2 separate regions of the Mus musculus genome follow, and region 1 is linked to region 2. Evidence: chromatin contacts called from public Hi-C data. All regions are on one chromosome and are shown on one strand. The core of a region is the stretch at or near the end of the contact, and the rest is flanking DNA. Distances in the headings are between cores, read along the strand shown. Region 1 overlaps Gm3331 (a long non-coding RNA gene). Region 2 has its middle 2.9 kb from the start of Gm31871.

Region 1 (5,213 bases), core at 1,854-4,353, 220 kb after region 2:
AAAATGTTCGGTCCTATTTGTATAGCCAGTCTATTAGTCGAGGTCTTTTCATTGGGGGAACTGAGTCCATTGATGTTGAGAGAAATTAAAGAAAAGTAATTGTTGCTTCCTATTATTTTTGTTGTTAAAGTTGGGATTCTGTTCTTTTGAGGCTGTCTTCTTTTAGGTTTGTTGAAGGATTACTTTCTTGTTTTTTCTAGGGTATAGTTTCCATCTTTGTGTTGGTGTTTTCCCATTATTATCCTTTGAAGGACTGGATTTGTGGAAAAATATTCTGTGAATTTGGTTTTGTCATGGAATACTTTGGTTTCTCCATCTATGGTAATTGAGAGTTTTGCTGGGTATAGTAGCCTGGGATGGCATTTGTGTCCTCTTAGGGTCTGTATAACATCTGTCCAGAATCTTCTGGCTTTCATAGTCTCTGGTGAGAAGTCTGGTGTAATTCTAACAGGCCTGCCTTTATATGCTACTTGACCTTTTCCCCTTACTGCTTTTAATATTCTATCTTTATTTAGTGCAATTTTTTTGTTCTGATTATTATGTGTTGGGAGGTATTTCTTTTCTGGTCCAGTCTATTTGGAGTTCTGTAGGCTTCTTGTATGTTCATGGGCATCTCTTTCTTTAGGTTTGGGAAGTTTTCTTCTATAATTTTTTGAAGATATTTGCTGGCCCTTTAAGGTGAAAATCTTCATTCACATCTACTCCTATTATCTCTAGATTTGGTCTTCTCATTGTGTCCTGGATTTCCTTGATGTTTTGAGTTAGGACCTTTTTGCATTTTGCATTTTCTTTGATTGTTGTGCCCATGTTCTCTATGGAATTTTCTGCATCTGAGATTCTCTCTTCCATCTCTTGTATTCTGTTGCTGATGCTCGCATCTATGGTTCCTGATTTCTTTCTAGGGTTTCTATCTCCAGAGTTGTCTCACTTTGGGTTTTCTTTATTGTTTCTACTTCCCTTTTTAGGTCTTAGATTGTTTTGTTAAATTCAATCACCTGTTTGATTGTATTTTCCTGTAATTCTTTAAGGGATTTTTGTGGTTCCTCTTTAAGGACTTCTAACTGTTTAGCAGTGTTTTCCTGTGATCCTTTAAGGACTTCTTCCTGTTTAGCAGTGTTCTCCTGAATTTCTTTAAGTGAGTTATTAATGCCCTTCTTAAGGTCCTCTACCAGCATCATGAGATATGATTTTGAATCTGAATCTTGCTTTTCGGGTGTGTTGGGGTATCCAGGACTGGCTGAGGTGGGAGTGCTGTGTTCTGATGATGGTGAGTGGTCTTAGTTTCATTTGGCAAGATTCTTACGTTTGCCTTTTGCCATCTGATAATCTCCGATGTTCGTTGTTATAGTTGTCTCTGGCTGAAGTCTGTTCCACCTGCAATTCTGTTAGCCTCTGTCAGCAGTCCTGGGAGTCCAGCTCTCTTCTGAGTCTCAGTGGTCAGAGTACTCTCTTTAGGCAACCTCTCCTCTTGCAGGGAAGGTGCACAGAGGTCTGGAGTTCAGACCTGCCTCCTGGCTGAAGATGAAGCCCTGAAACAGGGCCTGTCCCAGAAGATGTGTTGCTGCATCAGTCTGCACACTCACCTGCACAGATTTGTATTAGAGGGACCTGGGAGACAAGATGGCTCCCTCACCTGCCCTGGAGATCAGAGTCTGCCCAGGTGGCCACCTCTCCTCTAGCGGGGTAGATGCCCGGATGTCTGCAGCCCAAAACAGGGCCTGTCCCAAAAGCTGTGTCGATTCTGCAGTCTGTTCGCTCACCTTCTGCAGTCCCTTGTCAATATTTTCTAAAACAAAGAAAAAATTAGGGAAATTGTTGGAATTGGTAGAATCTGCCATCTTCTAGAAAACTAGGAAGTAACAAATTGAAAAAACTCTTGGTTATGCCAGATGTGGACAGCTGCTGATTTAGAAATATAGGAAGTTTTGAGCAAAGGGAAGAAAGGAAGAATGTATGTTACTAGAAGTCTGTGTAAGAAATAGAGAAATGTGAATGGAACACTCAGCTTCCATGAACTCAAAACTGTAGATAATATAAACAGGGGTATTAGGGATGAAATGTCTCAGGGCATACTCTGATTCTCTTCATAGATGACGAAAGGCAAAGGAGACATCTGGTCCCTGTACCTATGTCTGCTAGATCTATGTTTGGAATATTAGTGTTGTGTGCAAGGGTCCATGGTTACATGACTCCTAGGATAGCGGTCTCTAAATGTATATGGGCCGTGACTTTCTTTGTTTTATGGAATAAAGCTACTCTCTTTCATCCATTGCTCTAAACAACAATAGCAAAAACAAAAACAAAAACAAAAACAAAAAAACAAAAAACAAACAAACAAACAAAACCCCCCCATATCAGGCTAACTGAAAGTGAATCAGAAAACCATGGACTTAGATGAAATCAGGCTGTCTGGTGTTCAAATTTGGGTCAAATTCCAGAGTTTTAGTACTGAATTCCTTTGTATAATTTCTTATCAGATATATCATTAATGTCCTTGCCTAGGATTGATAAGCATTCTATGGACTGAAAAGGACTGAAAAGTTACTGTGAGCTTATTTGAGCTAATCTTTCAAAGATGAGGGACTTTATTTTCAATTTCTTTGGGGGATCCAAAATGCCATGCAAATGACCAGTGTGGGTCGCTTAATTGTTTGGGGTCAGACAAAATCTGGCAGGGGAGGATGGGCTTTGGTTTTGCAAATTGATGATTGCACAAACTGGGGAATGGATAACAACTTCTCTTTTCCAGAATGGCTTTCTCAGCATATGGGAACCACAACCAAGTTAGCAGGATCCTGAAGCAAGCAGGCGGACATGGACCAAATTCCAGAGAATAACATGGGGAATCCAGGGGGTTATCCTTACCTCACATAAGGATGTATATATAGCTCACATGAGGACACTAAGCTTCTTCTTAGCCTTCTTCAACTTCTTCTCAGTCTCATTTATTACACCAGAACACTCAACTGCTGGTCGCTTGGTCCGCCACTGTTACATCCTCTTCTGAAAAGCTCGAAGGAAGCACAGTGACATTCTGCCTGTAGTTGGCACAGCAGTGAGATCAGTATGCACACTACATATGCGGTCTGCTTTATAACGTTATTGCTCAGAAACAGGATGGAGGGTGTGCTGGCTCAGAGGTACTGGGAGAACCACAAAAGAGACACCTGGTGAGAGCTGCAAAGGAAGCAAGGACTGCTGACAAGGGTCACTTGGTGTGAGGTTCTCCACTGGGCACAAGATTACTTGGCCAATCTATTCCAAGTGGGGCATTTTTTTCCCTGTGGAACGTTCCCTTATCCCTCCTTCTTTTCCACCTTTCCAGAATTTCTGAAGATACTTTCATCTCTGACCATCTGCCATTGTTTTACCTTACCACCACTGCCCATGCGACATATAGAGGCTGTTAAATGGACAGATGATTGAGACTGTGGTATGGAAGAGGAGCTATTAGAACATTTAAACCCTGAGAATCTTGCATGTGGGGTATCATTCCTTTCTTTATGATTTTTATGCTAATAGTTTGGTGGCAAAATATTTTACCAGAGACCGGGGAGTGACCAACAACCAAACCATTTGGAAGAAGCCATTCTACATCAAAACTTGTCTATCATACCCTTAAAATCAGCCAATTACTGTGGCAATTTGTGTGAGAGAGTGTGTGTGTTCTTTCACTTTTCTTATTCTTTGAGGCAAGAGAAAACATTACTTGCGTGCTAATGGGCAGAGGTCTTTCAGGGCGCATGCGCCAGAGCATATACTTTTCTACAGGGTCCTCCTGCTTGGTGTTTCTGTAAGCAGAGCAGAATCACATTGCACCATTGCTTCCTTTCTCTCTGTGCTTAGAAGCTTGACCACTCCAGAGACTGCTGCACCAAGGGCTTCTGAGAAATGCAACCCTTGCCTGAGGATGCTGGGAAGAAATAGCAGCGGAGCCAGTGTCCTCTTTACAGAACTCCTCAAGTCACAGAACGCTGAGTTCTCCTGGTGGTCATGGGTTCATGCTACTTCATCTTACAGCTAAAGAGACCGACTTCCAGAGGGAAAAAAAGAAACTTGACTAGACCTTCCCTACAACAGAGCTGGGACACAGCCTGGGCTTCTAAGCTCCCTGTAGTCAACTGCAGCTCCCCAGGGCTTCCTCCTTCCTTCCTCCAAATCTGGAGGACCCGAGAGGGGACAGCTGTGGGTAGTTTTGCGCACAGGTGTTTCCGTTGGTTCCCAGACTCTGCTGCTTTTCTGGGAGACTCATTTGTAGGCTTTGCCCCGTCTCTTGAGATTCCCGGATCGCAGTCTAGACCGACTCCAGAGACTTCCTTCTCAGGGGCATCCAAGAGAGGTCAGCTATTCATTCTCGCCTGAGTCATAAGGGGTGGGCACGGTCCCAGGATCTTGCTTCTTAAGACTCAGCTCAATGTCCACCTGACTCAGCAGGAGCTGCTGACTTTCCTGGGGATGCTCTCACCAGAAGTTATGAGGTTGTGTTTCTGTTTCTGTGAGGAGGAGACAAAAAGAGCTGACAGTGACCACTGGGAAGGAGAAGGCACACACACAAACACAGCATTCTCAACCCTATAAATAACCCTAATTAAAAAGAAAACACCAGCATGCTCTCATCTTTTTAACTTTTTTTCTGGTTGGACATCATGGGAGGTCCTCCCAGAGGAACATCTAGGCTTGCCAACAATAACCAGGCTCTGAGAAAGAGAAGTTTCTATGTCTCTGTCTCTCTCTGTCTCTCTGTCCCTCTGTCTCTGTCTGTCTCTGTCTCTATGTCTCTGTCTCCCTGTCTTTGTCTCTCTCTCTGTCTCTCTCCCCCTTTGTCTCTGTCTTTCTGTCTCTCTCTCTCCCCCTCTCTCCCAGCCAGTTCGAATCTCAAGCATCTTTTTCTCACCATTCGTTCTGATCCTCCCTTCCCCCTTTCTGTTCTTTAAGGTGATGCTCACCCTGTCTCTGAATTTGTATTCTACCCTGAAGTATGAAGCACTGTCAGTTGATTTATGAGGGCAGTTCAGTGGGGCATCATTCATCACACAATTAAAATAGTGCATGAGGGCTTCCCCTGGAGGGAGGTTTTGGCTATTCTAGACTCATTTTTAAAACGGACCAGATAACAGGAGACACAGCACAGAAGTCGCTTTCTCTTACAAAACAGGAGGAATGGGGAATGCAGCTTAGCTGTCTAAGAAAGCTCTTTGAGCCCCACCAGGAGG
Region 2 (5,235 bases), core at 558-3,057:
TGGGGCATAGCTTGATGATTCCATTTGGGGACATTGTTATGGACATTTGAAAGTAACAAAGATGCTAGAAAGAAGTCCAAGACTCTCCTCTGACACTTGTCACTTCTTATGGCTCAGTTGTCCATCACAAGGTGCACCCAATATGACTGATGAACATTAGCTGCCCTTAAACATTTTAAATGATTTCAAGGAGAACCGAGGAACACTATTGTTAACATCCAATTAATTCACTTGTTTTTGTTTGTTTGTTTTGTTTTTTTGTTTTTTTTGTAATTTTTTTTGTTTTTTTGGGTTGTTTTTTGTTTTTGTTTTTGTTTTTTTGGTTTTTTTGCTTTGTTGTAAGTCATCTCTGAACTGGATTCTAATAGAACCCAAAATCCCATGGGATGAGGATAGAGATTTTTTTTCCCACCAGCTTTAGATGAAAAGAACTTACCTGCCTCCCTAGACTGCCCTTGTGGTCATTACTGCACCCAACAGTCTTGAGCAAAGAAGTGACAAATGGTGTCTTAACAGAGAAGCCAAGGGTCTCTGGGAGGGGCGTAGCCAACCTCTTCCTTAGTGAGGGTTCTGAAAGCCCACCTCACTCATGTTCCTTATTCTCGGAAGAGGAGAGCTCTGCTTTAAACATCATCAGGAGGAGGAGCCTTAGAAGCGCAGAGGAAACCTTCCCATACCACTGTTCCCACCTCAGCGGGAGCCCTGTCGTGTGTGTGTCCCCCCCCCCCCCAGCATGCGTCCTCCTTAGACCTCGGCACACTCTCTGCTTCAGTGCTCCAGAGAAGCTCACACAGCGCCTCTTCTGCCAACGTTCTAGTGCTTATATATGGGGGCCCCCTCTTCGCTGCAATGCCACGCTCTAGCATGCATGATACCCTCTCTTCTGTAGTCATCTCTAAACGTCTAGGGGGAAGGGTTCGTGTCTGCCCATCTCTGTCCTTAGCAGCTCCTAGGCAAAAGGCTGGGCGACCAGGAAGGTTTCTCTTAACTCACGATAGTCCAGAACTCAGAAGGCAGAAGAGACTAGGAGGGGCTGCCTATATGCTGGCCTCTGTTTTTTATCAGCATCTCAGGAGGAACGGGTAGTTGGCTACATTGTACCACGTGCATATGGCCAGCAGGGGTCGCTACAAAGCAGAGTTCGTGTCTTTGTCAAGGGATGGAGCCAGTCAGTAGGAGGAGAGAGGCCTTTAGCTGAAAGAATGTTCTTGCTTGAACTTCTGTTCTAAGAGGTCTCTTTCTGAAGAAAAAATGCCCTTTAAATGTGGCTTCCCCTATCCACAAAGACGACAGACTTTTCAGCTCTGTCCTCCTACCCCAAACTTACCTAGCCTTTTCATAAAAATGCACCATGCCCAGAGGGGCTCACTTTTTAAAGAAACACGAATAGCATATCTAGGTAGGAAGTGCTTTCGGAACTGATTGCCCCCTCCAACTTCTGAGGGTAAATACCAATAAGGAATTTTGAATAATAAAAAAATACTAAGAATTTGTAGTTAGGGTATATTGATATATATATTTTTAAAGTCAGATTTGGACAGCATGCAGACTGTCCAAATATCATTTACTGGTTTTTTACATTGTCAATATGACATTTCATTCCTGTATTCTTCCCTCACGATGAGAAAATATCATACACCTGTCAGACAGCATTATCAAAACAAGAATAAACATTGTTGAGGGTATGGGCAATTGGAACCTTTGCACTGTTGATGGGGATGCAGAAAGATGCCGCTGCCATGGCAACCTAAAACTAACGGAGACCCAGGGAAGAATCTGCTCCAGGGCCTTTTCCCAGAGGAGCTGACGTCAGCATCTTGTAGAGAACTAGCACTGCATTTTCATGGTTCTTACAGCATCGTTGACAGTGGCTAAGGGGTGAAAAATAGCCTAACTATTTTTGACAGCTAAATAGAGCAATCAAATGTGGTAGATACTTACAACAAAATATTGTTTACCTTTATCAATGAAAGAAGCCCTATTGCACGAGACAGCACAGATGGACCCAAGGACCTGCCTCTTCTGGAAATGACCTATCAAGAACCAGAGTCTAACTCAAGTTCCTATTAATTATTTTATGCCAGGCCAGCCACACTGTTTCTTCTTTGCTCTCCCAGCAGAAGGGCAGTCTGCCAGTGAGCAGGAGTCCTATGCGCAGGGTTGTTGGGTCTCCAGGCCATACCACCCGGACTCAAGCCTGCCTGTGCCAACTATGAGATGGGGTAACTATCAACTCACCATGGGCCTGGTTTCTTGTTGTTATAAAGTAGATAATAATACACCATAGATCACAGGGTCTGTGAGAATGAAATAGTTCGGTGCATGTTGAGAGCAAATAAATGGCAAGGAGAGAGAGAGAGGGAGAGAGAGAGAGAAAGAGAGAGAGAGAGAGAGAGAGAGAGAGAGAGAGAGAGAGAGAGAATAGACAGCCCCCCACCCCCCCAGACATGGCTCTGTACACTCTTCAGCCTGGCCTGGGATACTTTATCTGTAGTAACTGGGTGTGTTGTTATAGTTCTCTAAACACTACTGTGTAACAGCTATCTACACAGCGGTTACGTTGTTTAAAGCATTTGGAACCGGGTATGGACTTTACTCTTTGAGAGGCCTGGGTGGTGGTCCTAGAACCAATTTCCAAAAGAGAGCAAAGGATGCTCCTATCTTAATGCTCATAATATTTTATATCATGTAAAGAGAGAAACTGAGTCAAAGAGGCTAAGTAACAACCCTGTGCGGGACTTGAATCCAAGGCCTGTTTAATGCCTAAGCCCAACCCCTTCTCAACTGTGTGGCGGGAGCACCCACATCTGCACGGTGTGTCTGGACTGGATGACTAATGCAGCTGCTCGGTTTTGTTACACAGGGAGCAGCGGATCCTGCCTACGTGGGAACTTACCCTGGCTGGCCAGGCATGCTCTAGACACCGTATCCTCTTTTCCTGTACCTCTCCTTCTTGGCCTTAAGAGGGCGCCATTGAGCCATGTTCTTCAAGTTCCAGGCTACTACACTCCACAGTACAATTTGAAATTTCACAGGATGAGAAAGACAAACTCAAAGGGCTGAAACGCTAACTGCTGAGACTTTTATCTTTGTGACAAAACAGATCTCAAAAAACAAACTCGCTCTACTGCAGGAACCAGAGGACTTTTCAGAAGTCAAGGTTATTGCAACCTGTGGTTTTTCCTTTGTTTTGCTCAGCGTACTTGATAGAGAAAGATACAAAACGGTCTTAAAACAAAACAAAACACAAAAAGCAGCAACAAGACACACAGCAACTCTGAAGACAGCGTCAAGGGCAGGCGGCAGCTTTAACCTTGTCAGGGAAGGTGTCTTAGAGCTTGTCTCTCCATGACAGGATAAAACAAATGTTTAACTCCTTTTAATGCTAGCAGGAATGCAGCCTGCCAGGGAACACAGCAACCCTGGGAAGTAATTAGAATTATTTTTCCTTTGCTTATTCACCAAAGCTGAGTTTCTAAATTGAGTGTCTTCCCTAGGTAGCTGTCACCAGGAGAAGCCAACTGTCTCAAAATGCCAGCCTTTATCCACCTGGGGCATTACCACATCCACTTTGGGATCCTCGAGCTGGCTCTACATTGGCCTCCTCCTCAGGGAGCCTCCTGGGTTGGTCTTACATTTTTTCTTGAAGAATCCACAGAGGCCCACAATTGGCCTTTGTCTGTGCACAATGGTGGGTAGTGTCCTTGCTGTCACTGGAAAGAAGGAGGCTGGCCCGGCTCCAAAGAGAACTCCTCTAGGGGAGAGGGTACAGTTTGGTGGTAGAAGAGAGCTTGCCTAGCGTCCAGGAAGCCTGGGGTGCTATACTCACTAGAAAAGGTGGAGGAAAGAAAGAAAAGAAGACAAAGAAAAGAAGAGAAAACAAGAGAAGAGGGAATTGTCTAATCCCATGACTTCTGGGTACCACCAGACCATTTCCGAATTAAACACGCTCCACTTAGCTTCCCTAACAATCTTGTGAACAATTCTGTTTAACAGGGCACAGAGCCCGAGAGGTGGCTTAAATGCCCTAGATCTATCACATCTAACAGAGTGGTCGTGCTAAGGCCCTGGCCTTTGTAATTCAAGTCCAGGGCTCCTTAAATTGCCAGTGTTAACTTTCTGAGCAGTGGCCAGGGCTGAAGGTCAAATACACTTATCTCTGTCAGTTCTTGTCTCTTTCCTTTGCAGAGCTGAGACCCTGTTCTGTGCCCCCACCTTCTCCCACTCTTCAAAGTTCACCCTTATCAAAAAGACCCTTGCTTCAGGCAGAATGACCAGGCCATCTTGCAGAAGCAAGATGAAACACACCTGAAGGTCTTTGGAATCTCCAGGAGGCTCCCTCATCCTGGCCCTAAGCTTCCTAGCTTCGTGGTCACTGTTCATCTGTTCACCTTCTCTGCTCTGGTCTAAGTCTTCCTGCCCTATATGAAGGAGACACCATTCACAGAGATGCCATCTAATGTCTTAATGAGAATAACTTAATAACTCCTTACTTGGAATAAGATGAGGGGAAGAGGAGGAGGAGGAGGAGGAGGAGAAGGAGGAGGAGGAGAAGGAGGAGGAGGAGGAGGAGGAGGAAGAGGAGGAGGAGGAGGAGGAGGAGGAGGAGGAGGAGAAAGAGGAGGAGGAGGAGGAGGAGGAAGAGGAGAAGGAGGAGGAGGAGAAGGAGGAGGAGGAGGAGGAGGAGGAAGAGGAGGAGGGAAAAGAAGGAGGAGAAGGAGGAGGAGGAGGAGGAGAAGGAGGAGGAGGAGGAGGAGGAGGAGGAGGAGGAGGGAAAAGAAGGAGGAGAAGGAGGAGGAGGAGAAGGAGGAGGAGAAGAAGGAGGAGGAGGAGGAGGGAAAAGAAGGAGGAGAAGGGAGGAGGAGGAGGAGGAGGAAGAGGAGGAGAAGGAGGAGGAGGGAAAAGAAGGAGGAGAAGGAGGAGGAGGAGGAGGAGGTGGAGGAGTTTTACTTACTGCAGGCTCTGGCCCTGAAGCAAATGGGTTTCTAGACCACCCACAGTGAAATGGCTCCTGACACTGGCTTAAAAAACAACACAAACCGTCCCTGGTCTACCTGCACAAGCTTTGAATCTACTACATTCTACAAGCACTTTGAGGACTTCAGTGCAGCCAGGGGTCTTCTTCCTACTGCCATCAGACTTCACCAGAGAAGGCATATTTGTTTTTTGTTTTTTGTTTTCTGTTTACAGGGAACACTTGAGAAATGGCCTCTAAAGGGATTTTAATAATAATAA

Evidence for each region. Hi-C and Micro-C count contacts between places; a contact is called where the count stands out from the background.
Region 1: a contact with region 2 is called in a Hi-C map of CD8 T cells, with 4 times the contacts expected there. The contact joins two enhancer-like sites. A contact is called at or near these places in 3 of 15 datasets of contacts at CTCF or cohesin (the NIH/3T3 cell line and pro-B cells), 25 of 484 Hi-C or Micro-C datasets (3T3-L1-derived adipocytes, B cells, CD4 T cells and 10 more) and 4 of 115 datasets of contacts at active chromatin or transcription factors (fibro-adipogenic progenitors, large pre-B cells, memory CD8 T cells and 1 more).

The regions. Positions count from the first base shown.
Region 1 is chr9:32,812,593-32,817,805 of GRCm38.p6, forward strand. All of the region lies in intron 2 of Gm3331 (a long non-coding RNA gene), which reads left to right. Among named protein-coding and RNA genes, the nearest start is that of Gm3331, 32 kb to the left of the region's middle. Within about 2 kb of position 3,104, at least 48 of the 459 cell types and tissues checked have an H3K27ac peak or open chromatin away from gene starts, as enhancers often do. A contact at or near this core is called in CD8 T cells, where this site is marked.
Region 2 is chr9:32,588,989-32,594,223 of GRCm38.p6, forward strand. No RefSeq gene overlaps it. Among named protein-coding and RNA genes, the nearest start is that of Gm31871, 2.9 kb to the right of the region's middle. Within about 2 kb of position 1,808, at least 9 of the 459 cell types and tissues checked have an H3K27ac peak or open chromatin away from gene starts, as enhancers often do. A contact at or near this core is called in CD8 T cells, where this site is marked.